3 separate regions of the Pan troglodytes genome follow, and regions 2 and 3 are each linked to region 1. A link is a contact called in public Hi-C and HiChIP or PLAC-seq data. All regions are on one chromosome and are shown on one strand. The core of a region is the stretch at or near the end of the contact, and the rest is flanking DNA. Distances in the headings are between cores, read along the strand shown.

What was found. Hi-C and Micro-C count contacts between places; a contact is called where the count stands out from the background. HiChIP or PLAC-seq counts read pairs in DNA pulled down with a chosen protein or histone mark.
Region 2: a Hi-C map of stem cell-derived neural progenitor cells shows a contact between it and region 1, with 6 times the contacts expected there. The contact joins the promoter of SRSF1 here to the promoter of MRPS23 in region 1. A contact is called at or near these places in 1 of 7 Hi-C or Micro-C datasets (stem cell-derived neural progenitor cells), 1 of 1 datasets of contacts at active chromatin or transcription factors (stem cell-derived excitatory neurons) and 1 of 1 other capture datasets (stem cell-derived neural stem cells).
Region 3: an H3K4me3 HiChIP or PLAC-seq map of stem cell-derived excitatory neurons shows a contact between it and region 1, with 5 times the contacts expected there. The contact joins the promoter of VEZF1 here to the promoter of MRPS23 in region 1. A contact is called at or near these places in 4 of 7 Hi-C or Micro-C datasets (blood, induced pluripotent stem cells and stem cell-derived neural progenitor cells), 1 of 1 datasets of contacts at active chromatin or transcription factors (stem cell-derived excitatory neurons) and 1 of 1 other capture datasets (stem cell-derived neural stem cells).

What each region holds. Positions count from the first base shown.
Region 1 is chr19:70,969,861-70,973,395 of NHGRI_mPanTro3-v2.0_pri, reverse strand. MRPS23 (mitochondrial ribosomal protein S23) reads left to right here and starts at 1,839. Exons shown (of 5, transcript XM_511903.7): 1 at 1,839-1,995; 2 at 2,551-2,721. The coding sequence starts at 1,952.
Region 2 is chr19:71,127,548-71,131,082 of NHGRI_mPanTro3-v2.0_pri, reverse strand. It overlaps SRSF1 (serine and arginine rich splicing factor 1), which reads left to right and starts at 1,679. Exons shown (of 5, transcript NM_001195547.1): 1 at 1,679-2,008; 2 at 2,424-2,608; 3 at 2,978-3,150; 4 at 3,351-3,535. The coding sequence starts at 1,815.
Region 3 is chr19:71,108,563-71,112,097 of NHGRI_mPanTro3-v2.0_pri, reverse strand. It overlaps VEZF1 (vascular endothelial zinc finger 1), which reads left to right and starts at 1,661. Exons shown (of 6, transcript XM_016932623.3): 1 at 1,661-1,907. The coding sequence starts at 1,875. LOC134808892 (a long non-coding RNA gene) reads left to right here. Exons shown (of 2, transcript XR_010153025.1): 1 at 1-333; 2 at 713-947.

The DNA.
Region 1 (3,535 bases), core at 590-3,089:
GATAGTGCTTGCTGGCTGGGACAGAATTAGAAAGTTGTTATGAGGCCTGGGAAGACTATATTTAGCTGGGAGCATGTTTACTCTCCCCAGAGCAAGGTCTTTTAGACCTCCTGAGGGCTGGGATACTAGAGCCTTTACACCTGGCCTGGGGCCAGAGCTGTGCTCTCTCTTCTCTGTTCCAGAGAGTCTGGAGGCAGCAGTGAAATCCACCTCAGGTTAGCCCTGGGCCTCAAATCACTGGATCCCTGGGATGCGTGTGTGTGTGTGTGTGTGTGTGTGTGGTGGGGGGGGGGGCGGGGGGGGAGCGGCGTTCTGCTGGAGTCTTGAGCCTACCAGCCTCGAGCTTTAGGCATAGCTTAGGCGGCATTGTGAGGCACTGGAAAGGGCCCTGGCTGCCCCACCCCGCCAAGGCTGGCTCTATCAGTTGCTTATCAGACAAGTTATGTAACTTCCTGAGGCCTTGCTTTCTCATCTATAATGAGGATGTTAATAGCTACCTTATGGGAAGGTATGTGGATTCAGTAAGATAACACACACAAGCAGTAACTACTCATCAAACAGTCCCTTCCTCCCCTTCACCCGCCTCAGAGTGGGAGGACTCTAGGATGACTTGACTAGGCTCCCAGGAGACATTGTGTGTGATTCAAAACATTCATTGGATTAAAAGTTCAAATATGAATACAATCTCTTTACAAGTCAAACTCTGAAGCATGTGTAAAGGAAGAAAAAATTCTCCCTTCCCTGCCTGCAGTTTCACTCCGAGATATCCAATGTTCACAGCCTTGGGTGTCCTTCTGCAGAATTTCTATCCTCAAACACAAACATATATAGAGGTGTTTCTTTTTCCTTTTTTTTTTTTTTCTAACAAGTTGAGATTCCACTAAACATGTTTCTTTGCAACTTCGTTTTTCATTTAAACATAAGTCATGTACCTTAACCTAGGTAAATACATGTGGATCTAGCTCATTCATTTTAATAGCTGCATAGGGTTCCAAAGAAAGTATGAACAATAATTTTCCAGCTATTTCTCATCTGATGGATTTTTTTTCCCACTACAAACAATGCTGCAACGATGATCCTTGCACAAACATCCTCATGAATTGATGCTTTAATTTCTAAGGGGTTCTTTCCCCGAAATATGATTACTGGGTCAAAGGGTATGCTACACACAGTTTATATTTTTTTACAGTTTAACACTGAGAGATGACTTTCTCCAGATTTTTTCGTTTCCCTCTCGGCGTCTGTTTGTTTCGGACACTTTCACTTTTCGAGTTCCAAGGAGGAGGTAGCCCGCGACACCGGCCGCGGGAAACACGAGTTGCAGCCAGCATCCTAGTTAGCGTGGATGCAGGTGGCACTCCGGGGACGAGGGGCTTAGTGGGGAGCACTACACAGCCAGAGGCGGAGGCGCGAGATCTAGCACGACGCTGGGCAAGTGACGGCCCCTCCCCGGCCTTGGTTTTCTTCTGCGTAGTCTGTGACTCTAAACAACATTAGGCTCAGCCTGGGCCTAAAGCTGGTGACCTCAAATCTCGGCCTTTGTTGGCTCCCCTAGGACTGTAGGCTGCGCCTCACCCCCGCTCTGCCCCACTACTTCTCCTCCGCGCGGCCCCACCTTTTCAGAGAAGTTGGTTCAACAAGGCGAGAGAGAGTAAAGCAACCACCATAATGAATCCCTCCCACAGCTCGGTCATTTATTACTTCTGTCCGGCTTTGGCTCGCTCCCGCCCTTTTGGCTCGGCTATCGAGTGCTCCTGCCTGAACCTGGCAAGTAACCTCGGAGCGCGCACGTTCGGCCTATCACTTGCTTCTGCCTGCGCCGCTCTCCCGCAGGGGCTGCGGTGAAAGCGCAGCGATCCTTGGCTCGGCCAGCAACTTATGCGCCCTTTACCTGGAGCAGCCGCTTCCGGTTCCGGTAGCAGCTAGTCACGCTCGGTATCAGGCGCAGATCATGGCAGGCAGCCGGCTGGAAACCGTAGGGAGCATCTTCTCCCGGTGTGTGCTCCGAGCCGTGGTGGGCTGAGGGTGCCTCCCCCAGGCTGGGGTTCTCAGCCGGTCACGCTCTTCCTTGGAGCGGACCTGAGCAGGGCGAGGCGTATTGCAGGGTGCGGGGGCTGAGCTGGGTGAGGCCCTCTCATGTTTTCTCCTGGCTCCGAATAGTTGTGCCTGAGGATGTCTCTCCTTGAATTTATGTGTCATGTTAAAGATTATTGCAGCTGCCTCTCCCCGAGTGGAGGTCTCTAGGAAGAGGAAGGGAGGAAGAGCCTGATGGGCCTTCCTTATCAGGTCATGCAAGACCGCTCTTGCATTTTTCCGTGACCGAACGTGGGTGGGACGCACAAAAGAAGATAGAGGGATTTAACTCTCCTGAGCGTTGTTAAGTTTGGTTTGGGATGTGGACAGACCTTCCCTGTAGGTGGGGAGCAGTCCTCCCCCGTTCTGTGTTGCAGACCGCATAATACCTTTAATGTCCCAAGCTGTGCTAGACTGATTCAGGGGCTTTGGCAGGCTACTGCAAGTGACCCAGTTTCGTTCTGTTCCCTCCCTAAGGACTCGGGACCTGGTTCGGGCCGGGGTGCTGAAGGAGAAGCCCCTGTGGTTTGACGTATATGACGCCTTTCCCCCGCTGAGGGAGCCCGTCTTCCAAAGGCCTCGAGTGCGATATGGCAAAGCCAAAGCTCCCATCCAAGACATCTGGTACCACGAGGATCGGATTAGAGCGTGAGTGCTCAGCCCTGTAGTGGACAGGAAGCAACAGAACTTCAGAAGGGAAGGTTTGGGTAGCAGTCTGGGAATTCAAATATGAAATTGAGTCAGGGGTTTGCCCTGTGGAGAAGGCTTATCTAGCCAAATTAGGGAGGCAGCACCCCTTCCTCATAGTGAAACTGAAGTTCTGAAAAGTGGAATCTGGAGCCCAGCAACCGAAAGATCATTGCAATTATAGCCGCATGTTTCTGGGCATCTGCTTTGGGCCAGGCACTGTACTAAGCTCTTTGCAAGCATTATCTCATTCTCTAAAGGCCTTACTCTAACTTGTAAGGAAGGTATTCTTGTTTCCATTTTATTCAAGGAGACTGCGAAGCTCAAGGGAATTAGCTAACTTCTTGTAATTACTAAATATATAGGAGGGTGGCGGATCTGGGAATCACATCTCTGACTCCAAGCTTATGGTGATCATTATGCCGGTCTTCTCCAGGAGTGGAGATAGGAGGAACGTGGTCTGTGGATCTAGTAGTCCGGCTCTTTGAAGCCACTCAGATGAAAGGATGCTTGAAAGTCTAAGAGAGGCCGGGCGCGGTGGCTCACGCCTGTAATCGCAACACTTTGGGAGGCCAAGGCGGGCGGATCACCTGAAGTCAGGAGTTCGAGACCAGTCAGACCAACATGGTGAAACCCCGTCTCTACTAAAAATACAAAAATTAGCCGGGCATGGTCGTGGGTGCTTGTAGTCCCAGCTACTCGGAAGGCTGAGACAGGAGAATTGCTTGAACCTGGGAGGTGGAGGTTGCAGTGAGCCGAGATCCCACCACTGCAC
Region 2 (3,535 bases), core at 430-2,929, 160 kb before region 1:
GTCTCCGACTCCTGACCTCAGGTGATCCGCCCGCCTCGGCCTCCCAAAGTGCTGGGATTACAGGAGTGAGCCACCACGCCCAGCCTCATCTAGTTTTCATGTTTTATGGTATCTCTGTAAGTTGCCTCACATCCTTGCGGAAAGGGACTGCTGTAAATAAATAACATGAAGAAAATTATCCCTTAAATTCAGTGTGTAGATCTGTTATGGCAAATTTATGACTGCAGGGTTTGATTTTAATTTGTTGTTGTTTCCCCCTCTTTTTTTTTTTTTTTGGAGGAGTCTCACTCTGTAGCCCAGGCTGCAGTGCAATGGCGCCATCTCAGCTCACTGCAACCTCCGCCTCCAGGGTTCTAGCGATTCTCCTGCCTCAGCCTCCCGAGTAGACTGGATTACAGGCGCCTGCCACCAAGCCCGGCTAATTTTTGTTTTTTCAGTAGAGACGGGATTTCACCATGTTGGCCAGGCTGGTCTCGAATTCCTGACCTCAAGTGATCCAACCGCCTCGGCCTCCCAAAGTGCTGGCGTGAGCCACCGCGCCCAGCCTGATTTGAATTTTAATTCATTAGCGACGTTTAAAAATCCCAGGATTTCACATAAAAATCCAGATTTCAGACGTCGAAAAACATGTAAAATGTTATCTCCCAATGCCGCAGGCAAATAGGATCACAGTCCTGAATAGCAACCGCGGTCTCTAGTGGTTACGGTTCTCACATCCATTTTGCTCCATTTTATTACCTGAGAGGACCGGTATTTTCAAAACCTGGTGTATCAGTAACTTTTAGGGAAAACTTTTGAAAAAAGGACTGCACACACGCACCCTTTCTTCCTTCTCGTTCTTTGAAAGGAAACAACAGAAACGATTCATTCTGCAGGCATTCTGCGCTAGTCCCACGGACAGGCGACTAACAAGAGATAAAAAGGTGTGGGTCCCATAGGCGGTACGGTGTTACCCCTTCTGGTTGGCGGGTACCACGTTGCCGGTCGAGATACGGACCCACTGCGACTAGCACTAGGAGTGCTGAACCGAGCTATGCAAAGTTCTGACGAGAAGGTGGAACGGTACTTAATGAAGAGGATTAAGGAATCTAAATCGGTTTCGCTAAATTAGACACATCTGTCTAAGCAGCCACGGTCTATTCGCAGCAGGGGCGGGAAGACAAACCAACGCCCCAGCTCTCCGTTCAATCACCCGCAACTCAGCTCTGGACTAGACGCACCCTACGAAGATACCCGGGTTTCCGGAGCAACCGCCCGGGCCGTCCCCTTTTGGCCCCGCCTCCGAGACTCTTTCCCGCCAAAGGCCGTTATCGCCGCAGAGCATGGTGGGACAACGCTTTAGGCTAGGTTTCACCAAGTGCTTTGAAGGCGCCGAGTTGCTTTCAAAGATCCTCATTCCTGGAGAAATCGACCATCCTTCAAGACCCGACCTGGATGACTAGCTCCTTTAACGAAAGTTCGTTATTTAACTTTTACCAAACGGCTGGTCACTCTGTTCGCAAACCACCCCAAGCTGGGAACGCGGGGGACTTTTTTTCCCCCTTCGTGCGGAGGGTGACGTCGCGCGTGCGTGCGCGTGCGCTGAGCGTAGCCCTCGCAGCACCCGTTGCGCTCCCGCGCGTGCGTGTTGGGATCGAATCGCTGTTTCCTTCCGCTTCTCTTCCTCTGTCTCCCCCCCATATCCGTGCGCCGAGCTGATAAAGGCGCCATTTTGGAGGGGCCGCGGGAGACGTGGTGCCGCTGCGGGCTCGCTCTGCCGTGCGCTAGGCTTGGTGGGAAGGCCTGTTCTCGAGTCCGCGCTTTTCGTCACCGCCATGTCGGGAGGTGGTGTGATTCGTGGCCCCGCAGGGAACAACGATTGCCGCATCTACGTGGGTAACTTACCTCCAGACATCCGAACCAAGGACATTGAGGACGTGTTCTACAAATACGGCGCTATCCGCGACATCGACCTCAAGAATCGCCGCGGGGGACCGCCCTTCGCCTTCGTTGAGTTCGAGGACCCGCGGTGAGGCGGCATGGGGCTTGCAGCCTTGAGGAAATAGGTCCGAGTAGTCGGGGAAGGCTCCAAGGCCTTAACATAGAGAACGGGGAAGCGGGGGCTCTTAGAGAGGTTGGGGCGAGACTGTATCGCCCATGCAGGAGTCGAGTAAGGAGCTGAGTTGGTGTGGCTTCTCTGGCGCCTCGCCTTGGACGTCCCCGGAGCCCATTCGCAGGCTGGAGCGGGAAACTGAGGCGCTGAGGGCTGGTGTAGTGGTTGGGAGCCTGGCGTGTTTCTGGGTGGGGGAGGGGCCATTCCTATTATGCGGCGCATGTGGGCTCTTCCACGTTGGGTGCGCATGTGCGGGGGGTTTGCTGGTTCCCGACTGAGCGAGCTTCTCCTCCTGGTGTTTCTCATCCTTTTACTTTCTGCGATCCCGCAGAGACGCGGAAGACGCGGTGTATGGTCGCGACGGCTATGATTACGATGGGTACCGTCTGCGGGTGGAGTTTCCTCGAAGCGGCCGTGGAACAGGCCGAGGCGGCGGCGGGGGTGGAGGTGGCGGAGCTCCCCGAGGTCGCTATGGCCCCCCATCCAGGCGGTCTGAAAACAGAGTGGTTGTCTCTGGTGAGTGTACTGGTTGTGTGGATTGATGTGAAGGGACGAAAACTACCTAAATTTTTTCTCTTGCGTGACAGGTTTAATAATTGCAAATTTTTCATGCTAGGTCTTAAATTGCTTAAGTTTTTGGGTGAATTTAATAAACGAGGATTGCTGCTGTGGTGATTTACCAAATTAGGTTGCGGTACTAGATACGAAGATCGTTACAAATAATTTTGGACTCTGGATTCCAGAATCTTACCAGCTCTCTTTACCTGGTATCACTTAAGTACACCTATTAAGTACTTTAAAGTACTCTTTGTCCTAATGTACCTTACCAGCTTAACGTGAAATTTAAGATAATTGATACTAAGAAAAAAAAAATCACTTTTCCAGGACTGCCTCCAAGTGGAAGTTGGCAGGATTTAAAGGATCACATGCGTGAAGCAGGTGATGTATGTTATGCTGATGTTTACCGAGATGGCACTGGTGTCGTGGAGTTTGTACGGAAAGAAGATATGACCTATGCAGTTCGAAAACTGGATAACACTAAGTTTAGATCTCATGAGGTAGGTTATACACGTATTCTTTTCTTTGACCAGAATTGGATACAGTGGTCTTAACAGTGGAACTTCAAGGTAAGGATTCAGGCAAGGGTGTCCGAGTAAATTGCCAGATTTCTGGTTTTAGTTACATTGTATTCATTCAGCATGTCTGAAGACAGATGAAAGCTTAGATCTTTCAATGGAAAGTTCTGTCTATCCAATAGGGAGAAACTGCCTACATCCGGGTTAAAGTTGATGGGCCCAGAAGTCCAAGTTATGGAAGATCTCGATCTCGAAGCCGTAGTCGTAGCAGAAGCCGTAGCAGAAGCAACAGCAGGAGTCGCAGTTACTCCCCAAGGAGAAGCAGAGGATCACCACGCTATTCTCCCCGTCATAGCAGATCTCGCTC
Region 3 (3,535 bases), core at 412-2,911, 140 kb before region 1:
TTGCTATCCACTGAATGAAAATAAAAAGAATTCCATTGTCCAAGGTCAGAGCAAGAACACAAAGGTTTTAGTTTACTTAGTTAATTCCTTAGGTTTGGACATTACAGGAGACATGGGGGTGACCATAGCAATTTAGCTGATAAATGTATCAGAAACTCATCATTTTCTGTCCCCTCCTATCTTAGGCTGACCGGTTCCCTGATGTGTTACCTGCTTCTGCTACTGATCCAAACTGCAGAACTTCTCATTCATCCCCAAGGCCTCCAGGCAGTATCCAATGGGGAATCAGCTCTAAAAGGAACCAGACCAACGTTTTCCAGCCCCTTCATTCTGGTGACTGAGGGGAGGAAAGAATGGGAGGGGGTATTCTTGTCTAGTGGATGGAAAGGAAACACACTGTCAAATTACTATATCTCCTTGGTTTTCTATTACAGTAGAATTCTCCAGCCATATTTTTATTGTCTATGGGGGAAGTTGGAGATGGTGACCTTGATTAGAAGTGTCTGGAGGGGGATAAATGGAGGGGATAAGATTCAGTTGGTTTTGGAAAATGTTAAAGTCTTAAAATAATGCGTCCATCTGAAGAATTTTTTCTAAAACCAGAGTTTATAAAAATATCACTGATACAGCCTGCCCCCTCATTTCCCTGCCACAGGAGATGTCTTGGACTAGAGACACTTGTTTAATAATAGCTTGTCTCTGATATTCCCAGTAGCTTCCCTCTGTGTGAGGAAAGGATAGAAATGTTCAGGACATCATCATACAGGCTCCTCATCTACAAAGTTCCAGTAGCAGTGACGCCTACACGGAAGACTTGGAACTGCAAACAGGCTGGGGTCACCTCAGTGACATCTGACGCTGTCCAACCAGAAGTTCGATTTTTGTTCTGGGGGTGAAGGAGGAAACAGACTGTACTAAAGGACTAAAATAATTTCTTGTCTATACTATCTCACTTGTTTTTATTTTTGGCGGGAGAGGAGGGGTGTTGGGATAGAATTTCACATCCTATCTTGGAGTGAAGGGGAGGATGGGGAGGCTCAGCCCTTCACCCAAGAATAACCCAGTAATGACATCTCTACGCGTGGGAAGTGTTTCCCTCCACACTGAGAGGATCTGAGGCTGCACCCCAGTGGGATTCCCTGCTTGAGTTGGAAGGCCATCTCGCCATGAGATGCATATCATAGCGAGAGCGCAGAGGGCTTAGCCGGCCGGGGAGGAAATGCCAAAAGGAAGAGAGGCTCGAAGTCGAAAGGGCTTCCCCCAATTTGGAGGTGGGGACCATGCTGTGCATGAGCGACTGAAGAGCCGAGTGTCCGCCGTGGCCTGTGCCCTCCGCTGAGGGTCTAACAGGGACGCGACGGTGCTGGACACCGTGTCTGAGTCACGGGAGACGGCCCAGCTGTGCCCAGCGGGCCAGCGCCAGACCCTGGCGTCCTCCATCTTCTCTCCTGAGCTCCCCCTGCTCCAGCTGCCTGAGCCACGGACCGCAGCACCACACACCCCCGCGGGGGGGGACGCCGCGCCCCATCCCCGCCCCGGGCCCCACCCCAGCCCCCCCGCGGGGGCCCTGACCCCACCGCCAGCGGGCACTGGCTGAGCTCCGAGGCGGCGAGCCGGCAGCGGGGACGCCCAGAGGGGGTCCGGGCGACTGGGGGCGGCGGCGGCCGGGCCGGGGCTCCCCCCCCCGCCCGCGCTCGCCGCCGCGGTGGTGCGTCCCGGAGGTTACCGGAAGTGGCCGCGCTCGGCGCTGCCATGTTGAGGAGCCGCCGCTGCCGTTGCCGCCGCCGCCGCCGCCGCTTTGTTGTCGCCTCCTCCGGCTGAGGAGGCTCCCCGAGCGGGGGGAGTGGGGAGGAGGGGGGTCGGCCGCCGCAGCCATGGAGGCCAACTGGACCGCGTTCCTGTTCCAGGTACTGGGGGCCCCCCCGGGGGGGCACGGGGGGGACAGGGGGGCCGGGCCCCGGGCTGGCGGGCGGGCGGGCGCTCCTCCTCCCCTCCCTCCCGGCTCCGCTCTCCGGCCCGGCCTTAATCCCCCTTTGTTTTTCCGCCCGCCCGCCCGCCCCGGCGGAGCGGGGCTGCTGAGGTGAAAGGAGGCGGCCTCACGGGGTGCGGGGGAGATAGCAGGCCTCGGGGTGAACCCGGGGGCCCCCCAGCACACAGACGCACACACACACACTCACACACACCCTTCCCTCTCGCTCTGAAGGGGAAGGGAGGAGGCCGGTCGCTGTCACCACCCCGCGGCCCAGAGAAAGGAGGGCGCCGGGCCGCTGGATAGCGCGGGCTGCTGGGCCATTGCGTGCCGGCCCGGTCCCGCACGGTGGGGTGAGGAGGTCCCCAGGTCCTGCCCTGAGTCTCCTCCCCGCCACTTCATCCATCTTTCGCTTGTTCTCTTTTCACCTTCCTCGTCTTTTTGTGTGTGTGCGTGCGTGTGTTGACTTTCTGACCCCCTCCCGTGTCCCCGCGAATAGCGGGTATCCCTAGGTTCCCCGCCACTCCCCCTCACCGCCACCACCCCTCTCGTGTTTACCCAGTTGGGGGGGGCGGATGTTGTGAGTGTGTATCCCCTCCCCAAACTTTTTCACTGGATTTACATTTTTTTTTCCCAAGTCTCAGCCGAGCCTTGGCAGCTGACACCTTCTCCCTCTGTCCAGCTCTCCCGCCGTCCCATTCAGCCTGGGGAATCCCCCAGCCGGGCCGGCCCGGGGCAGGCGGGGAGCGGTGGGGGCCGGGACTCCTGGAGGCCCGACCTTCTCCCGAAGCGCTTTTCTTTCTCGCCCACCTCGAACGTTTCCTCCAACCAAGTGGAGAGAGCAAACAAAGTCCGCTTACAAAGCCCCCAGATGAGTCACTCTCTGGGATGTTGGTCTTCGCTTTTTTGCAAGAAACTTGAAAGTGACTGTAGCCGATGTGTTTTGGCAATTCTCTGGCCCGCCCACTTTAGATGGGGGACCCCTGTTTGGCAGATCTAGGCTGGAACTTATTTTTTTCCTACTTCGTTTCTGTTTGCAAAACGAAGCATTCAGTGGGCAGTAGCGATGAGCTCACGGGGAAACTTCGGAACTGGAGGAGGTTAGGAAGCTCGTCACTTTTAAGTGCGTTCTTCCCGCCTCTCTGAGTTATTTTCCTTTGAATACTTCGTGAAATCCCAAACGCGTAGCTGGGGCGCTTGATACCTTTTGAAACTAACAGGAACGGATGCAGAATTTTCAAAAAATTATTCTCCCAGCCACTGGATTCATCCTAGTGGAGTTAATATAGAGAATTGGATAACTCAGAAATTACCTACTGTGTAGACTGGCCTGTTGTTTTAAGACATATTTTTTCAAATGTGGGCAATTTGATCTTTAAGTAGTTATGGAAATATATTTGGGCTTCTTAAAATCTAAAATACCCAACATTATGGAATTCATGAACTTCCCCCTTTTCTCATTCTGATCAGTGTTGTTTTATTGTACTTTGATCAGCTTGCTAATAATGTGATAAACCAACTTGAAAATGCATTGGAAAAGAAATGATATATAACTAGCATGCATCC